Linked DNA regions of Macaca fascicularis: region 2 is linked to region 1. The links are chromatin contacts, called in public Hi-C maps. All regions are on one chromosome and are shown on one strand. The core of a region is the stretch at or near the end of the contact, and the rest is flanking DNA. Distances in the headings are between cores, read along the strand shown. Region 1 holds the start of RBM43 (RNA binding motif protein 43). Region 2 holds the start of RIF1 (replication timing regulatory factor 1).

What was found. A called contact is a pair of places that touch in the nucleus more often than the background predicts.
Region 2: a contact with region 1 is called in a Hi-C map of liver, with 2.7 times the contacts expected there. The contact joins the promoter of RIF1 here to the promoter of RBM43 in region 1. A contact is called at or near these places in 2 of 2 Hi-C or Micro-C datasets (liver and skeletal muscle).

What each region holds. Positions count from the first base shown.
Region 1 is chr12:46,817,820-46,822,425 of T2T-MFA8v1.1, reverse strand. It overlaps RBM43 (RNA binding motif protein 43), which reads left to right and starts at 3,142. Exons shown (of 4, transcript XM_005573141.4): 1 at 3,142-3,283. The coding sequence starts at 3,281.
Region 2 is chr12:46,962,070-46,966,167 of T2T-MFA8v1.1, reverse strand. It overlaps RIF1 (replication timing regulatory factor 1), which reads right to left and starts at 2,154. Exons shown (of 35, transcript XR_012421104.1): 1 at 1,535-2,154; 2 at 715-793.

The DNA of each region.
Region 1 (4,606 bases), core at 1,893-4,392:
CAGGCCCTCCAATTTGATTTTATTAAAGCTTCAAGACAGAAAAGTACAGTGAGGCAAGAGGCCTTATAATTAGGGCTTTAAGATGTTAAAAGATTTTCTTTGATGCAGTTCTAGTTAGTAATATGCTGCTAAAATAATTTGGCCACATTTGGAGTCCTCTTCCTTCAAGGGTGTTGGAATAGTTTGGCACATATATGATTAAAGGTTACTCTAGGTCATGTTTGATGGCACAGACAGGTTGACCTGAATTCCCAACTCTAATCCTAGACCTCTCATCATTTTCTGGAAGAGAATGGAGACTTCAGTTACGAGTTAGGGAAAGCAAGAAAGACATTCAATATGAGCAAACATATAAAGATATTTTCAGAAAGGGGCCAGGGCTATTAAGATGGTATAACGGGGCGATGGAATAATGATTAACAAGGAAGATACACTGGGTGATGAGAGCTAGTCTTTCTGAAGAGAGGTTACTGTGTTGGAAGCTGAAAGACTGAGGGGGCGTGACTGCCCTCAGCATTCCTGCTGGGTGGCATACTCAGTTTGTCAGTTTGCCAACATTATGCATTTATGAGAACAGTTTGCTGTTTACTCATCATACAGCCTTCAGTGGTATACTGAGTTGATCACGACCCTCAATCTTTCGGCCTCCAACATTATTGTAGCTAAGACCCAAGTGACAGCAGGAGCCAGTCAAGTGAAGATCAGGGCGGAGCTATTGAGGCAGGGACACAGTACATAGGTCAGGGAAAACTCCCAGGCTGATAGCTTGTTGTGATTGCAGCAGAGGGTCATGGCAGTGGTAGGAGATCTGGCCAGAAAAAAAGGATCAAGGTCATTGTGGCTCAGGTGAAAGCAATGAAAACAATGACGTACTTAAACAGAAGTCAAATCTGATTTACATTTTAAAAAGATCCTTCTGCGTGTGGTAGCAAGAATGGAGTGAGGAGCTAGAGAGGATGGAGACTGGATGAGGATGGTAGGGATGCAGCTGGAAAGAGGGACTGATACTAGGTCCCTCTGGAAGGCCTGTTGTTGGGGTATACAAAGAAGGATGAGGAAAAGAGAAATCAAGGACTGGGTCATGAGCTTGAGCTCATGGGTGGACAGTGCTGCCAATTCTTGAGGGGGAATTAAGAAGGGGAGAAGAAGAGTTCTACTTGTTAAATTTCAGATGCTTGCTTGACATTCAAGTCGGCACTTAGATACATACATCTGGAAAGAAAAGATAAATTGGGGAATTACTTACAGATCTACCTCATTCTGTTTTTCTTTTTTTTTTTCTTCTTGAGACAGAGTCTTGCTCTGTCGCCCAGGCTGGAGTACCGTGGTGTGATCTTGGCTCACTCTGTCTCCAGGGTTCAAGGGATTCTCTAGCCTCAGCCTCCCGAGTAGCTGAGATTACAGGTGTGTGCCACCACGCCCGGCTAATTTTTGTATTTTTAGTACAAACGGGTTTCACCATGTTGCTCAAGCTGGTCTTGAATTCATGAGCTCAAAGTGATCCACCCACCTTGGCCTCCCAAAGCTCTGGGAATGCAGGTGGGAGCCACTGCTCCCTTCCTCATTGTTTTAAAATCTTCATAGCCTTGTGCCTTACTGATATACCATCAGCCATATAATAAATAGCTCCATTCAATGATAAACTAGGTGGATCCCAGTTTATAAAAAAATATTACTACCTGTATTTCAAGCAATAAAATAAAATTTCTATACAATATCTTAGTACCATTTGTGCACTATAACTTCAAGTTCAGTTCTAAAAGTAGAATTGCTGAGACTAAGAATATGTGCGTTTTACATTTTTTTGCACTTTACATTTTGATAAAAATCTTTAGACGTATTAGCATCTATCTATGCTTGCAGCAACTCTGATGCTTTCTTACATTCAGGCTAACGCTTTTTAGTTTTCCAGATCTAGCTGTGGAAAAATGGTATCTTATTATTTCAATTTCCATTTCTTAGGAGTGGGATTGGGTTTCTTCATATCTGCTAGCTATCTACCTTTGTTCTTCATGCATTCATTGATTTGATTTTGAAGTTTGTCCAGAGATTCTCTGTGTCCCCATAGGTGCCATTCAGAGGTCCTATACTAAGGCATGGACAAAGTGGTGAGCTCTCTGTTGGCAGGGACCTGGCGCTTTCATCCTGTGTCCTTAGCACCCGGTAGAGGTCCAAGGGGGCTCCTGGTCTGGGCTGGGAAGGTGACCAACACGGGGTTGGGGGTTGAGGTGGGGGTCGGGGAACTGGGGTAGGTTGTACAGAGGAAAAGGCACAGGTGAGGGGTGGGGGAAGACGAAGATGGCTGGACAGATAATAAGGGCGTAGGAAAGACATTCAGATTTCACTGAGCGAAGGGCTTTTAAAAACTGATGCTAGAAAAACTTTACTTGCTGTTGTAAAAAACCATCTGTGTGAAGTAGAAATTGGTATCAATAACATTATAGAGAATACGTTCTAAAAAGTAAAGGTAGCTGGATGTAAAATTCTGGTAGCAGTTTAATATCCTAGATGGTTAGGTTGAGGCCAGCAACTAATGAGGACAAAAGCCTTCTCTATGGGAAATTTTGGACAATTATCTGGAGAAATATTACAGTGCGCATAAACCACATTGAATTGTTTTCAAAAGTGTTGTAAAGTTTCATGTAGTAAAAAGGTTTTAGCCACATGCCCTTCAACTTCATGGCATCGAATATATAAACACAGAAGACAGCATGCATGCAAGATATGTAACTCCCTTACATGCTAATGCATGCGATTCAAAACTGTCATGACATCTAGGGCTCTGCAACTACGAGATGACTGACGTTATGAAAAGCGTAGCCCCCCGAGTATCAACACAGGAAGCGGCCACCACCTCCTATGTGTTTTCTCTTTTTGCGTTTTTTCTTTTTTAAAATCAACTCTGCTGTTGTTGCTGCTGCTTAGCAAAACGGGTAAAAACAAAATTGCAATAATTGATGAATCAGCCACAGAATCCCCAAATTTCCTGTCGAGGAATCCTCTCGGCCTCTCTCCAGCGTGCTTCCAAAAGTTGCAAAAATACGGAGGGCGTCTGGGCAGGCGCTGGCAACAGCCCTCCGGAGTCCGAGCTCCCACCCACAGGCCACGAGGTAGCAGACAGCCGGATCGGGTGGAAGGGCCGCCCTTTTCTTCGTAGCCTCCAAGGGAGCGGGAACAAAAAAACGAAACCAAAACCTGCCTGCTCGCTCCTCTCCCCATCCCCCGCGTTCCGCTGGTTGTGGGCTTCCTGCGGCCGCCGAGGGCGCGTCTCTCCTCCGCCATGGCAAGTTCCTTTTGCTTTGGATTTTGCGGAGCAGGTCCATGCCTGCACCGTCGCCATGGTCCCCTAGAAGGGCGCGGAACCGGGCGCGACGGGCCAGGGTGCAGGGCTGCGCGGGAAGGGGCGGCGCGCGGAGGGGCCCTGGGGATCCCGGAGAGCCGTCCACCCCGGCGGGCAAACTCAGGTCAGCCTCGCTGCAACTTCCCGGGTGGCGGCACTGCGTGCTCCTGAAATTCACATGCGGCGGTGCGGTGTAGGCCCGCTCCAGAAGCGCAGGACTAGGCTGCCACCTCCCGCACCCACTGCACAGGCGACGGGGACGCAGCCGTTTCCTCGAGGAGCTGCTTCGCAGGCTATTAGGGCTTAACTGTTGGCCTCCCACGCCTCGGGGGGAACAAAAGTGGACTGATTAGCCAGAAATGGAGGCCACAGTGCCTTTAGAAAAGGGCTGGTAAGAACGAGGACGCAAGTCAGGAAGACATCCTCATGTCTTATGTCTGCCTTGGTGCGAATTCTTGTCTTTTGTGGTCTTAGTTTTCCCTCTAGAGACACAAAGAACGTTTTTACTATTAGTGCTGGTGAGGAAGAAAAGTTAGCAAATTCAAAATGTAGCCTCTGTGTTTTGTTTTGTTTCCATCAATCGCATAAAAGCCTTGGCAAGGCCTTTAATTCCTGCTCTGAAATGCTAGAGTCCCGGAAATGCAAAAGCAATTGTGAGAGGCAAGTGCGTTTTTGTTGACCTCGTGGCGGTAAAGGCGTCGTCATTCAAAATGAACAACTGATTTTGAGAAAATCAATATAAACAAATGCAGTGAATGAATCTTCTTTTTCTTCCCAATGCCTTACTTACAAAAGTAAAGTTTTTCTATATACTTTTTGCTTTCTGATAAGATGGCCAAGTCTGTTATAACACAATACTGATGCAAGGAAAAGCGCCATCACCTTAGTATCTCTTGGCTAAAAGCTGCTGGTTGCAAAGTCCTTGAAAGGACTGTCTTTCTCTAGGACAATTCTTTATCTTAATCGTGGGTAGAAGAGATTAATAACCCTCATTATTCATAACTGACCTCAGTAAAATTATCTGTATTAGCCATACTTTCTCCAACCTACGAAACGAAGGACAAATACTGGCAAGTCATTGAAGTACTAATTCATTAGATGATTCATAGAAACTAGTTCTTACCAAACAAAATTTACAGCTTTATGTTTTTTTCTCCTAAAAATACTGGTTCAGGGAGAAGTTTCTTTGATTTTAAAGATAAATTACATGTAGACATTCAAATAAAGAAATACAGTATTAGTACTAATGAGGGCATGGAACTGAAG
Region 2 (4,098 bases), core at 905-3,404, 140 kb before region 1:
AATTAATGCTACCTACAGAGTAGACCAAAGACAACTGTAATTTTAAAATCACTTACTTAGATGTAGATTCCCAAAGGAAAGAAAACAGGTTAATCTCTGATCACTGCTTTCAAGAGCACAAACTCAGATTCAAGTGCCCTTAGGCAACTTAGGCAAATTAAATTAATTTCTTCACCTGCAAAGTGATCATTAAGAAATAATCTCATGGAACTATGGAGAGTTAAGTGATAAAGCATGTAAGGTAATTAAGAAAGTACCTGAGAAGCTTTAAGTAACAATAAAGAGTATTATAATCAGTATTACTGCTGTTATATTTTAGATTCAAAGCTTTTGAGTCAACCGGCAAAACTTTTAAAAACCACCAAAAGTGTCTCAGCAAGGTGGCTCACGCCTGTAATCCCAACACTTTGGGAGGCCGAGGAAGGAGGATCGCCTGAGGTCGGGAGTTCAAGACCAGCCTGACCAATATGGAGAAACCTCTTCTCTACTAAAAATACACAATTAGCCGGGGTGGTGACGGATGCCTGTAATCCCAGCTATTCAGGAGGCTGAGGCAGGAGAATCGCTTGAACCTGAAAGGCGGAGGTTTCAGTGAGCCAAGGCCGAGCCACTGCACTCTCTCTGGCAACAAGAGCGAAACTCCACCGCAAAACAACAACAACAAAAAAAACAAACTACCAAAAGTGAAAAACTATTTAACAAACAGATACATACCTTTAAAACTTTGTACAGCCGAGGAAGCTTTTTCTCGATTTCTATAATTACTTCTTTTCCTTCTTCTCCAGTCATACGACTTAAAAAGCAGGAAGAACACAAGTTTAGGTAGTTGACGGGGGAAAAAAAAAACTCCCTAAAATACATGCACCACCTTTTTAAAAATTACTTTCTAACTCTTGTAAATGAATTAACCCAGTAGGTAAAGTCCTTAAAGGCATATAGAATATATAATGCAATATATATCAGAAGTGAAAGTAGAAAACTCTTCAGAATAACATTTTACATCCGTTACACGCAAGTTGTGATAGCCTGACTCCAAAAAGACAGAACGGGGATCCCTATCCCTAGTTACTAACGATTTACTAAGCCTTTACAAAAGGTTTTACAAAAGTTTAGTACATTTCTATGAAAATTACTTTGAAGCATTTTGCAATTAATAAAAATCAGTTTATGGCTGTTAAAAAAAAAAAAAAAAAAACTCCGGGTAGCCACATTTTCCCAACACATCGGAGGTTTACACTGAAAACCCCTCCTCCAACAACTACTTCCAAGCGAAACTTTTAAAAATCCCTCGCTTGCAAAACACGTGCAAGCTCCCTCGTTCCAAACACACACCTCAAGCGCACCAGCAGCAGTACCCAGGAACGTCACCTAGGATACATCTCCCCCGCCCCACAACGCGTCCGCGACTCGGGTGTCCTCACATTTGCCAGACTTCTAGAACTCATATTCATTCTACGCGCCCCTCCCAACCACCTTCTTTCTCCCCAGTCTAGAGCGCTCCCCCCACCCAGCAACGCCCCGTGGCGGACCTCACCTGGTCAGACTCAGGTAAGCGTCAGTCTGCCCTCCATGGGAGGCAGAAGGGTCTTCCAAAGTCTCCAACAGCGGCGCGAGGGGGCTCTGACCCCTGGCCGTCATGTCGGCCACCCTGAGGCCCGAACCGGAAGAGGAGAAAATCCAGTGACCGATGGAAACAGCCCCGCGGCGGCCGTGTGAGTCCGGCCCTCACACCCGCACGCCCGCCCCGGCCTCACAGCCACGCCGCGTCTGCACCCCAGGCCTCCGAAGCACCAAACCCCAGCGCGAACCTCCTCCGGCGCCCGGCACCAGGAACCTGAGGCCACGCCACATTCGGGCCTGGGCCCGCTCCCGCCACCACTTTCCCGGGCAGCTTTCAACAGAGGGAGGAGATCGGCAGAGGGCGGGAGAAGCCCGGGGAACGAGGCATCTCGCCGCGAGGGGGCGGAGGGTGGGCAGACTAAGGGCTCCCCGCGGCCTATCACTGTGACCCCGATATTTATCCCACCTAGGAAGATCAGGACAGGGTCCTCTCCGCCTCTGCCCCGCAGCACCCGGACGCTGCCAGAGCTCGACTGTCCCTGCTCCGGCTGTTTACTCACGCGTGCGGCGCTCTCCCTCCTAGACCAAGATGGCGGCGGGGCGGGCCCAGGAGTGCGCGGGAGTAGGTTAGGCCTGGCGGGAGAAGTTCGAGCCAATCCAACAGTCAGCGGCGCACCTGACTTATCGATCGCATCGCTTCCCTGCCCAGCTGCCGTGTCTCGCCCCGCTGGTCAGCATCAGGTGGTGGTGTTTTGCCTAAGGCGAGAGACTTGAAATTCAAAATGTGACTTAATTGCGCACACTCACTAGACTGAACTTAGTAGACCTTTAGACTAAGTGTTCAAACTCCAAGTCCAGTGCTTGTTGAAGTTTTAGCTACAAATCAGTTAGCAAAAGGAGATAACGTACTGTTAGGTTTAAGACTAAGAGCTGGCCGGGCGCAGTAGCTCACACCTGTAATCCAAGCACTTTGGGAGGCCGAGGTGGGCGGGTCACCTGAGGTCAGGAGTTCGAGACCAGCCTGGCCAACACATGGTGAAACCGCGTCTCTACTTAAAAAAAAAAAAAATACAAAAATTAGCTGGGTGTGGTGGCGCACGCCTGTAGTCCCAGCCACTTGGAAAGCAGAGGCAGAAGAATCGCTTGAACCCGGGAGGCGGAGGTTGCATTGAGCCGAGATCACGCCACTGCACTCCAGCCTGAGCGAGAGAGTAAGATTAAGACTCCGTCTCTCAAAAAAAAAAGAAGAGGCCGGGCGCGGTGGCTCAAGCCTGTAATCTCAGCACTTTGGGAGGCCGAGACGGGCGGATCACGAGGTCAGGAGATCGAGACCATCCTGGCTAACACGGTGAAACCCCGTCTCTACTAGAATACAAAAAAAATTAGCCGGGCGTGGTGGCGGGCGCCTGTAGTCCCAGCTACTTGGGAGGCTGAGGCAGGAGAATGGCGTGAACCCGGGAGGCGGGGCTTGCAGTGAGCTGAGATCCGGCCACTGCACTCCAGCCTGGGCAACAGAGCCCGACTCCGTCTCGAAAAAAAATAAAAAAAGAAGAAGAAAAGAGCTGTATATCAAGAAGGTCTAGATTCCAGCTCTGGTTCCACGTGACTTTAGCAAGTTAATTAACCTATGCCTCAATTTCCTCCTCTATAAAACAGGGCTTTTAATAGGTGAAGTGAGAAAAGGTTGGAGAGGCCAATGGTTCTCAAGTCTTAAGCGTACATAACAATGGCCTGGGGATATTCGTTATTAAACTGCAGCTTCCTGGGCCCCGCCTTTATGCATTGTAATTCAGTAGATTTAGGTAGCTCCCGAGGATGTGCATTCTTCTCTTAGGCCCCTGGGGGGTTGAAGGGTGGGATTTGGCCCGGGCTTCTTCCCTAGAGACACGTCGGTAAACACAATGACAGTCATTTATCCTTACTGTTAATATGCTGCTCCTCTTTTCTTTTTCTTTTTTTTTTACATTTCTTTTCTTTTTTTTTTTTTTGAGACGGAGCCTCCTTCTTTCGCCCATGCTGGAGTGCAGTGGGCTATCTAGGCTCACTGCAACCTCTGCCTTCAGGGTTCAAGGGAGTCTCTGCCTCAGCCTCCGGTGCAGCTGGGATTACAGACGCCCGCCACCACACCCAGCTAATTTTTGTATTTTTAGTAGAGACGGGGTTACACCATTTTGGCCGTGCTGGTCTCGAACTCCTGACCTCGTGATCCGCACGCCTCGGCCTCCCAAAGTGCTGGGATTACAGACTTGAGCCACCGTGCCGGGCTGTATGTGGTTTTTTTATTGTCTGCCTCTACCCATTAGAATATAAATTCTGTGAGAACAGGGATTTTGCTTTTTTTTTTTTTCCCCCATAATTTCCCGTTAATAATTAAAGGACTGGGTGGGGGGGTCATGTTGCTTGTATTTCTTTCATATGTATGGTTCTTTGATCTTCCAAAAATGTTATGTTTTAAATTTTATTATTTTTAAAGACAAGGCCTTGCTCTGTTGCCTGGGCTGGAGTGCAATTGGTGGTGTGATCATGATTTACTGCAGC